Linked DNA regions of Triticum aestivum: region 1 is linked to region 2. Evidence: chromatin contacts called from public HiCAR-type data. All regions are on one chromosome and are shown on one strand. The core of a region is the stretch at or near the end of the contact, and the rest is flanking DNA. Distances in the headings are between cores, read along the strand shown.

The links. HiCAR-type assays count read pairs that join an accessible place to other places.
Region 1: a HiCAR-type map of leaf shows a contact between it and region 2, with 8 times the contacts expected there. The contact joins the promoter of LOC543077 here to the promoter of LOC123139986 in region 2. A contact is called at or near these places in 2 of 5 Hi-C or Micro-C datasets (both in leaf) and 1 of 1 datasets of contacts at active chromatin or transcription factors (leaf).

Annotation. Positions count from the first base shown.
Region 1 is chr6B:718,635,653-718,641,921 of IWGSC CS RefSeq v2.1, forward strand. LOC543077 (50S ribosomal protein L9, chloroplastic-like) reads right to left here and starts at 1,432. Exons shown (of 6, transcript NM_001427935.1): 1 at 1,239-1,432; 2 at 546-676; 3 at 1-12. The coding sequence starts at 1,370.
Region 2 is chr6B:718,435,893-718,442,200 of IWGSC CS RefSeq v2.1, forward strand. LOC123139986 (aquaporin PIP1-5) reads right to left here and starts at 2,885. Exons shown (of 3, transcript XM_044559715.1): 1 at 2,164-2,885; 2 at 1,931-2,071; 3 at 1,487-1,840. The coding sequence starts at 2,805. The coding sequence ends at 1,745.

The sequences.
Region 1 (6,269 bases), core at 182-2,681, 200 kb after region 2:
AGTTGCATTTCCCTGCAAAGAGAAGCAGAGGAAACAAACTTAGTAATCTTAGTTTTGTTTATACACCAGACTGAACATTTCCGCTGTTGAATACTTTTATGTTTTAACACATGCTCGATCCAAATATAACATATGCAGACTAATGTCTCAACTCTCAATCAGGCTGAAAACCAACCCAGCCTTCAGAAAATAAATGTACAAAACCATCCCTTAAAACAAGCATTCACAAGGCTTCAAAATGAACTCACCCTCCTTGTAATTAAGCTGCTTTTCCTAATCTTAATGAAAATGGCAAGCAACCTAGGTTGCCTGCTCTTGGAAATCTTACAAGGAAACGTGCCACTGAATTATTACGCAATGTGATTCTGAACTTGCGCGCACGGGAAAAACATACTGCAAAACGCATCGACGAGCAGTTCACGGATAAGCAAACATCAACCAAATCTCATTAGTGCCGCCGCCTATCGGTAACAGCTGAGAAACTTAACCTACACAGTACACAAAGAATGCAAAGATACGACTGCAGGACGAGGCAGGGAAGTTACTTGAGGACGTCGGGGGTGAGCAGCGTGGCCTTGCCCTTGGGGAGCAGGAAGTTGCGGTAGAACCCGGCCCGGACCTTCATCGTGTCCCCCTTCTTGCCGCTAATCTCATCGATGTCGTCCTTGAGTATGACCTATAGAGCACCAAACCAGTCGAATGAAAACAGTGTCAGAACCACAAATATGACATAACTACTATGTGAGACCAGGATGATGACATAACTACTATGTGAGCACCAAACCATCTGCTATAACTAACAAATCATCCTGCAATCAGCCTCAGCCAATAGCTAGAGCATCTAATGGATTCAGGTGTCAAAACGACTTCTGCTCTACCTCTACTCTAGGCAGCAGCGACCAAACAAACAGAAACAGTTGCTGTGGTTGTACAAGCACGAAGCTGATGGCCAACATTTCGATTTCCCGTGGCCATTTGCACCCACTCATCGGCCCCCTCCCCGATGAGTGGGGGGAAAGGATGATAGTATGCCACATTACTACTGTTTCTTGACAGTGTCTGTTTGTCAGATACATTTTTCCTGAAGAAAACAATGTCACCGGGAAAGATAAAAACTAGCTCGAGCGTGTGCGAAGCACTACTGATATCCTGCCGATTTTCAGTTGTTCCAATCTACGGAGGCGAATGTCTGTAGGAAAGAAGAAATTGAGGGGAGGGGGGGTGACGGACGGACGGACCTGGCGGTACTTCTTGACCCTGCCCTGCGCGACGATGACGAGCGACGGGGCGCGTCGCGTCTGGAGGCGGCGCGGGTAGGAGAAGGCGGCGGCGGTCCAGGGCAGCGTGGAGGCACACGACGGCGACGCCATTGCGGTGTGCTTGCTGGGGCACTCTCTGGCGTTGAGCTCGGCTGGGGCACTCTCTTATCCACTTTCCCACCAGTAGCGGATTTGGTATGGTTTGGGCCTCAGGGGCAGGATTTCGATGGGCTATGGGGCCCAATCGCCTGAGGGGTTTTAATATGGGCCGTCAACTGTCCTTTTTTTTTCTTCGTTTTCTCTTCGTATTTTACCCCTTGAAAAAAAAAGGAGAGTATACAGAGTAGATTGTCGAAATCACTAGTCTTTTAAAGGCCACTCCCCTGTCCTCTGGTGGTGACAAGTGATGCATTGTATGCATGACACTTGTTGCAATTTGGTAAGATTTCTTTCCATGCACAGAAGAAATGGTTTGTTTGCTTCGGTAACCCACAACTGTGCCCACACTTGGAGTCTTGGATGCTCTTGATGAACAGTAAATTTAGAAAACAGAAAAGAAACAAAATGCTCTGAATCTTTTTGCTACCCAAGATTCTATAGTTTTCTAGGAGCGTGCAAAACTTTGTGCTCAAATGGCATTTGAGGAGCTCATGCCAAAAAAAAAGTCTAGACCGTGTAGTTTTTCAAAGTTAGAGAAATTGATTTTTTTGCCATGATCTCCTCGAATGTACTAACACAACGAGAAATTGCACGTACCTTGGGCACTTGAGCATCTTGGATGCCAAAAAATTCCCAAACACTATGTTGGATCATCTTATATTATGGGTGTGATGCTCTAGTATTTTTTCGTATATTTGGGAATGGTTACATGGCCGAAACCTTAAACGAGGTATGCATGTCATCATAATCATCATAATTAAATTTCAATTAATAATTAATCCAACTCACATATTCAAGTTCCAATTTATAATGCAAGTCAAACAATAATTCTTCAATTGGCAAATAAAAAATGTTTATATTATGTCATAAATATCCCAAGTGTTTGTGAAAATGAAATCAAACTCAATTGGATTCTCATCTTGTCCCCAACAGCAATTATGAGGACTAAAAGAAATAAATAAAACCATTTAAAAACAAAATACAAATTTGGATGTTTCCAAATGGAGTGAAACATTTTGTGCAACCCCAGACTATTGCATAGCATTTATGTGCAAAGTTTCACTCACAACAAAAATCAATTGCTAGCTCGAATAAATAGAAAACTATAGCTTTTCTTTTGAGAAGAAATAGAAAACTATAGCTAATATAGTAACAGAAAAGATTAAAACTAAATTGACATGTGCACTTAGGCCCACTCCGAACAATGCACAACCCAAATCACCTACAGCCTTTATTCCTCCTCGAGGAGGCAGAGGCCATGGCGTGGCGCCTGCGCGCGCGTCCATGCCGCCGATGGTCACCTGTCGTCCATTTGGCGGCACCCGAGATGCATTAGATCACCCCTGGCCCCATGGAGAAACCCTAGCCACATCCCCGCCTCTCTCGCTCATATTAGTAGTCATGGCCACCGTGCTCCCCAACACTTGTCCACGAGCCTTCCACTACTAGGAAAAAGCCTAGCAGTAGCGCTGATTTTTGGCCTATCAGTAGCGTGGGTAAGCGTGCTACTGATACGGCGCTACAGCTAAAGCTTAGCAGTAGCACCTACTGGCACTCGCTACTGCTATATCTACTTAGTAGTAGTGATTTTCAAAACAACCGCTGCTACTAATTACTAGTAGCGCTTTCGAAAACAACCGCTACTACTATTATTTCGTCTTCTATTTCTTTTGAATTTTAGGTCATATTCATACACCTTTATACAATTTTTCATACAATAGCAATTTAGAGATTGTTTTTACATTATAATGAGTTATTAAATCACTAGGTGAGAGAATCTTGGATTAGTTTCAAGTGCATGGATCCAAAGTAACCAATGGGGCACTTTTGATCCATCCATTTGAAACTAATCCGCGGTTCTTTCACCCAATGACATAATAACTTATCATCATCATCATCATCATAATATCATTAACAACTTATCATCATAATACATCATTATCATATAACTCCTCATAATCATCATTTTCGTCCATGAGACATCATATAACAACTTGGTCACTAGTTATAATAACAACTCCTCCTCATCATCATCATATTACTCATAACCACTACTCCTACTCAGCATCACCATCAAGTCTAAGACATTGTAGTCATATATAATCAACACTAACTAATTGTTCTTAATACTTAGGACCTACTCCTCTCTCCTAGCTAAAATACAATAAAACAGATAAACCGGTCCTTCACCATAATGGAGAATGGACACAAACCTATCTCCAACTTGTGGCTTGCACACATTCATTTTGTCTCCAATTATTTGCATGTGCGCATTCATCACTTTGCTCCATTCTTTGATTTTGAGCCTTCCATCATTTGAAGAAATCGAGTATGCAGTATGGTAAGTCTTCGAAGGAGTTGGTCGTAAGCTAACCATGTGCATATCACCTTCGGTAAATAGCATGTCAGGCACAACCTGCTTCGGGAGCCTCTGTTCAAAAACGTAATAGTAACATATATAGTTAGCAATGTAGTTTACTTAAGAATAATGTATGCAATGAAGTTACCATCATTAACAAAATCTTACCAAGTTTTTGGCAATGAAGTTACCATCAAGCAATTTGTGGACTGGTGGCATGTATCTAGTACAATTTGGGCTGATAGAGTGACTGGTTTTGAAGGCCTCAACATCTTCTATGAATGAAACAAGATAACCTTTCTCCTCACAATTAAGCTTGGAGTCATAGTTGTAGTATGTGTTGTCTACTACCTTCCGAGTATTTTTTGAAGATAAGAAATAAGATGACAATTATAAATAAATAAGCTTAGTACGGACGAACACTAAATATTTTTAAATTAACAACATAAATTACTGAACTTAACAAATTAGTTTGACAAACTCACATCTAGGCAAAATTGGAGGCATATCCACATCCACCCAGATGTCGATATTATCATCATCATCATAATCTTCGGGGCGAATATCAAATCTTATTCACATTCCCTCCTCAAATCCATATGCCTTGCAGAGAGCTTTCCAATTAGAGCAACCAAAATTGGAGTGATCGACCGCATTGTATAGCTTAACCAGAAACTCGTAACCATGTTTAGTTCTTAAGTGAGCCCTCCTCGTCTCCACATTCTCAAATTCATCTAAACCAAAACCAAGCTTCTCCAATACATATGGTCTAGCATGGCACGGGATGTACTAATCAAATTGAAAAAAAATCCATAAATTACACGTTGAACAAAAGAAGCACAAGTGATGATATTAATTACGATGAAATGCTTGTCGTTGCATACCGTACAAACATCAAAGGTCTCTTCCAGCTTCACGATGAAAAACCTATCATTTTGCAGGTGCCGAAACCTGTCGCACACACCCCGATCATCGTAGCAGTACCCACACTCTGGGATCCCATCGTCATCAGACATGTCCTGTGTTCAAAATTCAAAGATTATAACTCGACGGCAAAACCCAAAAAATCCGGCATGACCTTTGCTAAAAAAGGACATATCGAGCACCTGAAATTTGCCGGAACGGAAATTAATCAACACTCCGGCAAAACATAGGCCACTTATCGGTGGTCATTGCATTTCAATGGTTGAAAATATGAACAAAAACATTTGGAAATATCTTATATATAATCCTAACACTAAATAAACTAGTTTTACTAAATAAACTAGTTCTATTAAGCACTTACTATAAATAAACTAGTTATATTAATCACTTACTAAATAAACTATTTCTATTAAACACTTGCTAAAAATTCTACTACCCTAGTTCTACCCTAAATTTTCTTACTTCTATTTTATTCAAAACACCTAAAGTAGTCAAAAAAAATTATTCTATTTGCAAGAACATAGACAAGGGAGGGAGGAGAGAGGAGGAGGAGGGGGTGGCCGGAGGAGGAGGGGGAGGGGCCGGCCGGAGGAGGAGGGAGGGCACTACAAGAAATATGTCAACTTGTGACCTTGACTATTGGTCACTGAAAGGTCATTGTTTTTCATTTGCAACCTTTTTGTGACAAAAAACAGAAGGTCAAAAGCTGAGGGTCGTTAACTGACTATAGCGACCTTCTCTGTGAGAAGGTCGTGGACGTTTACGACCAAAATATTCCTACTGTGGTGTTTTGGTCACTAGCAACCTCCCCAGGCTATGTAGGCATCCAGCGTGGCAAGCAGATGTGGCACAAGATTCAGCCCGGTCCAATTCAGCATTTTACATGGGCCGAGCCCATTAATTCAGTCTTTTATTATTTTTTCCTTGTTAATTCTGACCGGCTTCATGGGCCAAGCCCAACGTTGTAGCCTTTTTTATTGTTGGCCCGTGGCCTTTTATTATTTATTGCTTTTCTATTTTCAGCCATTATATATTCAAGCTGGTCCCACTAGTCAGATGAGTCCCACTTGTCATGATCATCTCTCAAATTGGTCCCACATGTCAGAAATGTACAAAATTGACAGATTATTTTCATAAGTGAACCCATTGGTCAAGTTTCCATTTCACAAGTTTTCAGATCACATACATAATCAAAAAGAATCATCAAATATACCACTAAATAAATCTATTACAATCTTTACAACACATATATGCTACAATATGCTACTCTTCACTAAGTAGCACTTGACGGCTTCACACTTCACGGCTTCACACTTGCTTCATACTACACGACTTCACACTTCACGGCTTCACACTTGAGCATCTGTAAAAGAGGAACAACCACAAATTTAAATCTCAATTGCAGTATATGTAGAAGCAGTTCAAAGTTGAAACAACATCAATTAAACACACGTGCACAGAAACATAGGAGTCAAAATGCAGTATAGGACCAGGACAAGGAAACTCCTGTTATCAAATCAACACACAACTTGTAGCAAAACAGCACAAAAACATGTGGATATCTCATG
Region 2 (6,308 bases), core at 1,635-4,134:
AGAGCGTCGTCACCGCCCGACCCGAGGGTCAGAGTTTCCCCTGGAGCAACACGACGGGCAGTGAGAGCCGCGACGACGCCTTCAAGAAGGGAGCGAGCTTTGCCGCCGCCAGTCCATCCAAAGACAGATCAGGTTTTCACCCCGGCCAACACTCACCACCACCGGACGCCACATCCCGTTGACCACGCCACCCACACGACCATGGCCACCGGGCAGCACCTAACCACGGGCTCTGCACAAGAGCACCGCGGAGCCACCCCCAGGGCCGCCGCCCTGGCATCCAAGACCCTGAATCCACCTCACTCGATACCCACCGCCACCTCAACCAAAGATACGAGTGGAAAGGAACCGCCTTTCGCACCCCTGGGCTACCCCTAACGCCAAAACCCAAAGGTTGGCCAAAATTGGCCTCCATCGACCCATCCTGCTGCCGGGCGCGAGACGAGGTCGGTCCTGCTGCCGGGCGCGAGACGAGCTCGGTCCTGCTGCCGGGCGCGAGATAAGCTCGGTCCTGCTGTCGGGCGCGAGACAAGCGATGGACCATAGTTAGGGGAGGACCGAACCTTCGACGGAGGTAGCAACCAGATGACGAGGAGAGGACTGAAGGTCGAAACGGGCCGCCAACGGACGAGCCGACGCCGGAAATCTAGCCGCCGCCCCAGTCGACCCGCCGAGCTGCCGTGGAGCTGGCACGGCGAAGCCCCCTCGCCGCCGCCACCCACAGCCAGGACTGCAGCCACGCCGGGCCGGGGCCCCAAACCCGCGCCGCCGGACGGAAAAAGGCGAAATCTGGCTGGCACGCAGCACCACCACCGCCACCATGCCGACGAGGACGAGCGCACAACCCCCGCCTGCCGCCGGCAGGCCCTAGCCGCCGCAGCCCATGCCGCCCGCGAAGCAGCGACCAGAGGATCCAGCAACGTCCAGATCAGATCTGGGAAACCCTCGCCGCCACTCCGAGCACACCCCGCCACCGCATCCAAGCACGCCAACTCCCAAGCACCATGCCCCGCAAGGCCCAACAGCCCTCCACGCCACCACCCTCAGCCGCCGTCGTCGTCTTGGCTGCTGCCGGTGCCGCGCCGTCGCGCCCCGCCAAGCGCCACGCATAAGCTCAAGGGGGGCAGCCCCGCGTCAGACCACCTCGAGGGACGGGAGACCAGGGCCCCGCCCGGCGGCGGCGAGGGGAAGAATCCCCCCCCCCCCCCCCCCCCCGCTCACGGGAGCAGGATGGGCGAGCGGAAAACCAATCACAATCTTATTTTGTGTATTTATTTTTTTTCATTATATAATTTTTGCTCCCGCCGCAGTCGGTCTCGTTGGTTAAATTTTTGGTCAAAGTTGAACCTCGGTAAGCGCAGGCGCACTATATTTTGGAACAAAGGGAGTAGCAATTTTGGTCTCTGATAACTCTGCTAGAGTTGTTCTTATATTTTGGTCTCAACTCTCCTTCAAAATCAGGTTGGCACTAAATTTCTCACCATGATGCATGTTATAAAATCCACATGGGCCTTTGAGATTTTTCAGGAATTATTCCTTGTATGGGCATAGAGCCCTCTGCAATCCACACACATTTTACATCTACTTTTACCGGGTTTTGCAAATTTGCACCGGAAAGCGTGACCGAAAAGCTTCCAAAACTAGAAAATAAGGTGTATGTTGGAAAATACATTTCAAGAGCAAGGAGAAAATACAACGAAAACAAGAAGACTCCATCCACAGTATAGGCAGATTGATTGGCTGACTAGTCGCGGCTCTTGAAGGGGATTGCCCTGATCACCACCACGTGGTAGATGGCCGCCAGCGCCGCGCCGATGAACGGACCAACCCAGAAGATCCACTGCCAAATTTCAAACAGATCATATCGATGAGATTAGTAAGCTTAAGCACGATCGAGCTAATAATGGTGGAGGATGTTGTTTCTACTTACGTGGTCGTCCCACGCCTGCTTCTTGTTGTAGATGATGGCGGCGCCGAGCGACCTCGCCGGGTTGATGCCCGTGCCGGTGATGGGGATCGTCGCCAGGTGCACCAGGAACACCGCGAACCCAATCGGAAGCGGCGCCAAAATCTGCAATTTCAATTCGTCAGTCGTTGACAAAACCAAACACCTGCGGTGGCCGCCGCCGGCCACCAGTGCACTGTATGCACGTATGTACTTACGGGGACGTGGGAGTCTCTGGCGCTGCGCTTGGCGTCGGTGGCGGAGAAGACGGTGTAAACCAGCACGAACGTGCCGACGATCTCGGCGCCCAGCCCGTCACCCTTGGTGTACCCGGGCGCGACGGAGTTGGCGCCGCCGCCGTTGCCCTGGTACAGCGTGGTCTGGAACCCCTTGACAACCCCAGCCCCGCATATCGCGCCCAGGCACTGCATCGCCATGTAGAACACCGCCCTGGTGAGCGACAGCTTCCGGGCCAGGAACAGCCCGAAGGTGACCGCGGGGTTGATGTGGCCGCCGGAGATGCCGGCGGTGCAGTAGACGAGCACGAAGATCATGCCGCCGAAGCTCCAGGCGATGCCCTGGATGCCCACCGTGCCGCACTTGGACCCCGACGGGTTGCCCACCACGCCCATCACGGTGAGCACCGAGATGTAGAGGAAGAGGAAGGTGGCCAGGAACTCGGCGATGCCGGCCCGGTAGAAGGACCAGGAGGTGAGCTCCTCCGCCTCGAAGAGGGGCGCCGGGGGCGGCTCCTTGTAGTCCTTCTCGTCCGCGCCGCCGCCCTGCGCCGCCGTGCCGATGGGCTGGCGCTCCGAGTAGCGGTTCGCGCCCAGGCGCACGTCCTCCTCCTTGCCCTCCATTGCCGCCGCTCGAGCTTGGCTTGGTTGCTGCGCGGAGGAGAAGATGTAGATGGGTGCGTGAGAGATGGAGAGATGAGGAATGGGAGTGGGTTTGGAGTGCCTCTTATAGAGGGGGCCAATCATGGCCGCTCTGTTATCCTCTCCTCTGCATGGTGTGTTGTGTCTTGTGTGTGTGTGTGTGTGTCATGATGATGTTTTTTTTTTCTTGGTTTATGTTTTGCTGCCCATTGTTGATTAGTGGATGGTGATGATGATTGAGAGAGGTTTGGTTTCTTGACAGTGGCCTGGTGACAATACTTAGTGTTAATTGTGTTAGATAATTTACAGTTAGTGCATGGAAATGTTTGTGTCTTGTTTACTAGTGCCCTTGGTGTGTCACCACACCTCACCTGTCATGTCATGGCATGTCATGGAGTGGCAGACCTTGTGGTATTGAATGGCTTAGTCGGTGATTGTTAATTAGCAGGTACGTACTAGTAGTTTAGATACATGATAAGATAGGGCTAATAATGCGTAGGCTTAATTTATCTGAATTGAATTGTTGTATTATGAGGTCAGAAAGAGAGCAGCGCCCTTTTTGTTCAAATTGTTGTTAGTTGGTAGACACAGACAGAGTGGTCAGTTCCGGAGCTCGTCCTGCTAGCTGTCTCCAGCATGTTCATATTATCCCTTCATCGACCCATCAATCATAGGCATGAGCCAGCCACCTCCACAGGTTAGCAGCCATGAACTGAACTACTCCATCCGTTCCATAACATAAGAGCCTTTTTTATACTACAACAATTATAATATAAGGATGTTTTTGGCACTACATTATTGTAAAAAACGTTTTTATATTATCAGAGGCCAGTAATTTGGTCCAAAGAATACGATTTCCCTCTTCCTTTATGTACTAGTAATATCATGTAAAGAGGATTTGTGTGTGATGAATCTGCTTCTGATTTTGTCTACCTAGAAAAGTATGGATAGAGGTGACATGCTAACGGGGTAACAGCACAGCTTAGCACGGGGTGATTGTGAATGATGATGGAATCCATGAGCACTAGCTAGCAGACAAGTAGGACCAAACACACACGCCCTTCACGAGAGCCACTCAGCTCAATCGCAATGTGTTTATGGCGTCGACAGCGAGAGGCGGTGCGGGAACGCGCGGGAGCAAACAGAGGAAGACGAGCTCCCGGCGAAAATACAACAAGAAAGGAGAGCGAGAGCGACGGCGACGGCGACAGGCGTCGGGGGACGGCGGCCGCAGCTTCATCGCTGGCCACACAGACAGCCCCCACCCGCCACCCCCGACCTCCGCTCCAACTCCAACCTCACCTGCACAAAAAGAACAATATTTCATCTAGATAGGTGCGCCGCTCCAAGCCTCCAAGCGCATGGCCAGAGTCAGGTGGAATGAAAAAGGAGGAAAAACAGAGTCGGTTTCGGTATATTCCAGAGAAATCCAGGGACACACGGGAGCGATAAAGTTCATCCCTGGTCTAAAAAACAGTGCTTCAGCATATACGCAAGCTATGTTGTTAGATGCATCATGTAATAAATTTTCATACTCTCTCCATCCCAATTATAGTGCGTTCGCGTTTTCCGAGGTCCAACTTTGACCATAAATTTAATCAACGAGACCGACTGCCGCGGAAGAAAAAGTTATATAATTGAAAACTTTTTTTCAATACGAATTCACTGGTATAACTTTTGCTCCCACCGCAGTTGGTCTCGTTGGTTAAATTCATGGTCAAAGTTGAAGCACGGGAATAAAGGAAGGACTATATTTTAGAACAGAGGAAGTACAATATAGCTTTAGTATTGTACTCCCTCCGTTCCTAAATATAAGGTGTATTAGTTTTTCAAAAAGTCAACTGTTATCTATGTTTGACCAACTTTACAGCAAAATATATAAAGATTTATAATACTAAGTATATAAAATGTAAAAATATAGTTCATGATGAATCTAGTGATAATGATTTAGTATTCTAGATATTGATATTTTTGTCTATAAACTTGGTCAAACTTAGAGAAGTTTGACTTTTTAGAAAAATAATACACCTTATATTTCCGGACGGAGGGCGTAGATGTTAATATTTTTTCTACAAAGTTGGTCAAACTTTACAATGTTTGACTTTGACCAAATCTTATATACAAACTAAAAAGAAACGGAGGGAGTATATGGCCAAATATTTATAGTGCACATGCACCACCAAGTTAAGCCGAATTGTTGTCTATGTAGCAAGGATTTTTTTTCTTTAACAGTAGTAAGCAAATATGAGGGTAGGACAAATTCAGATGATCAACAGAATAGTGATTATTGATGAATACGGAGCTCAAATCATCAGCTCAACGAGGCATGATTTTTTTTCTTTTTTAAACCTGAGACTCAATAACAAACTTAGATCGTGCATGTACTTCAGTGTATAAATTTTCCGCAAATAAAAAAAAACAGTGTATAAACTTTCTGCAGCTAAAGCAAGGCCACAAATGGAAACCGGAAACAGAATTCTAGATGTCATCATCGGCATATTAGTCTAGAAATTCACTCTTGGACCTGGAAACCGGAAACAGAGGTGTGCCTATCACCCAGTGCGTCACCTGCACCGGCAAACCAGTGGCCGCCTGCCACGTGTCCACCACCCGCCCCAGAGATAGGTAGCGTACTTTGTGTTTTTCTGCCATCATGATATTCAGGTCAGCTCATATGTATAACAAATATGCATAATATACAGGCACCAAGTTTCAGGATCAGGGCCAGAACAATATGAGCCGGACAATTTCTGAATAGAATGCTAATTATTTATGGACATGGAGCTCGAATCATAAGCTCGACGAGGAGCTCTATATCATACAACTGCGTTTACCAAATCATAAGCTCAAATCACTTGTCTTCTTGGGAAATCACTTGTTTTCCACCGACGAGAAGTATTGTTTTTGGATGGTCTCTCTCCAGGGTGAAAACTCAAAATCTTTGATCTGGTGACGACAACACTTCTGCATTGTTTTTTCTTGGAGGCATTGCTTTTGAAGAATATTTTTGGTGTTTGGTAGTGGTTAGAGTGTTGCTGTTGCGAGTGTTTAATCACTGCGAGGTAGTCTTTGTTTTTAAATTTCTCTTTTTGTTGTTGTTGACTGCGTGCATCCTTAATGTCTTCTGATGTCTTGTTGGTGCAGAGACTTATGTAATTGATATATTCGTGATATTAATTTATTTATTTTTCCAAAAATAAAAAGTTGTGAAAACTCGCAAGTGTTCTTGATCGGTTCACTTGTTTATATTGACTTACCATCGAGGGATCCGGGCGGTCCCGGGGCGGCGGGGGGGGGGGGGGAGGGGGTGGGGGAGGGGGTGGGGGAGGGGGAGGGGGTGGGGGGGGGGGTGGGGGGGCACCACGACTCCTCTCTTGTCGACAATCCATACATCCCTTATCAGTGTATGGAGAGCTATCTCTCGAGCACAGGTTGAGGTTCGTCCTCAATGGGAAAATGGACAACGGGAGGAACCTCTGGCAATT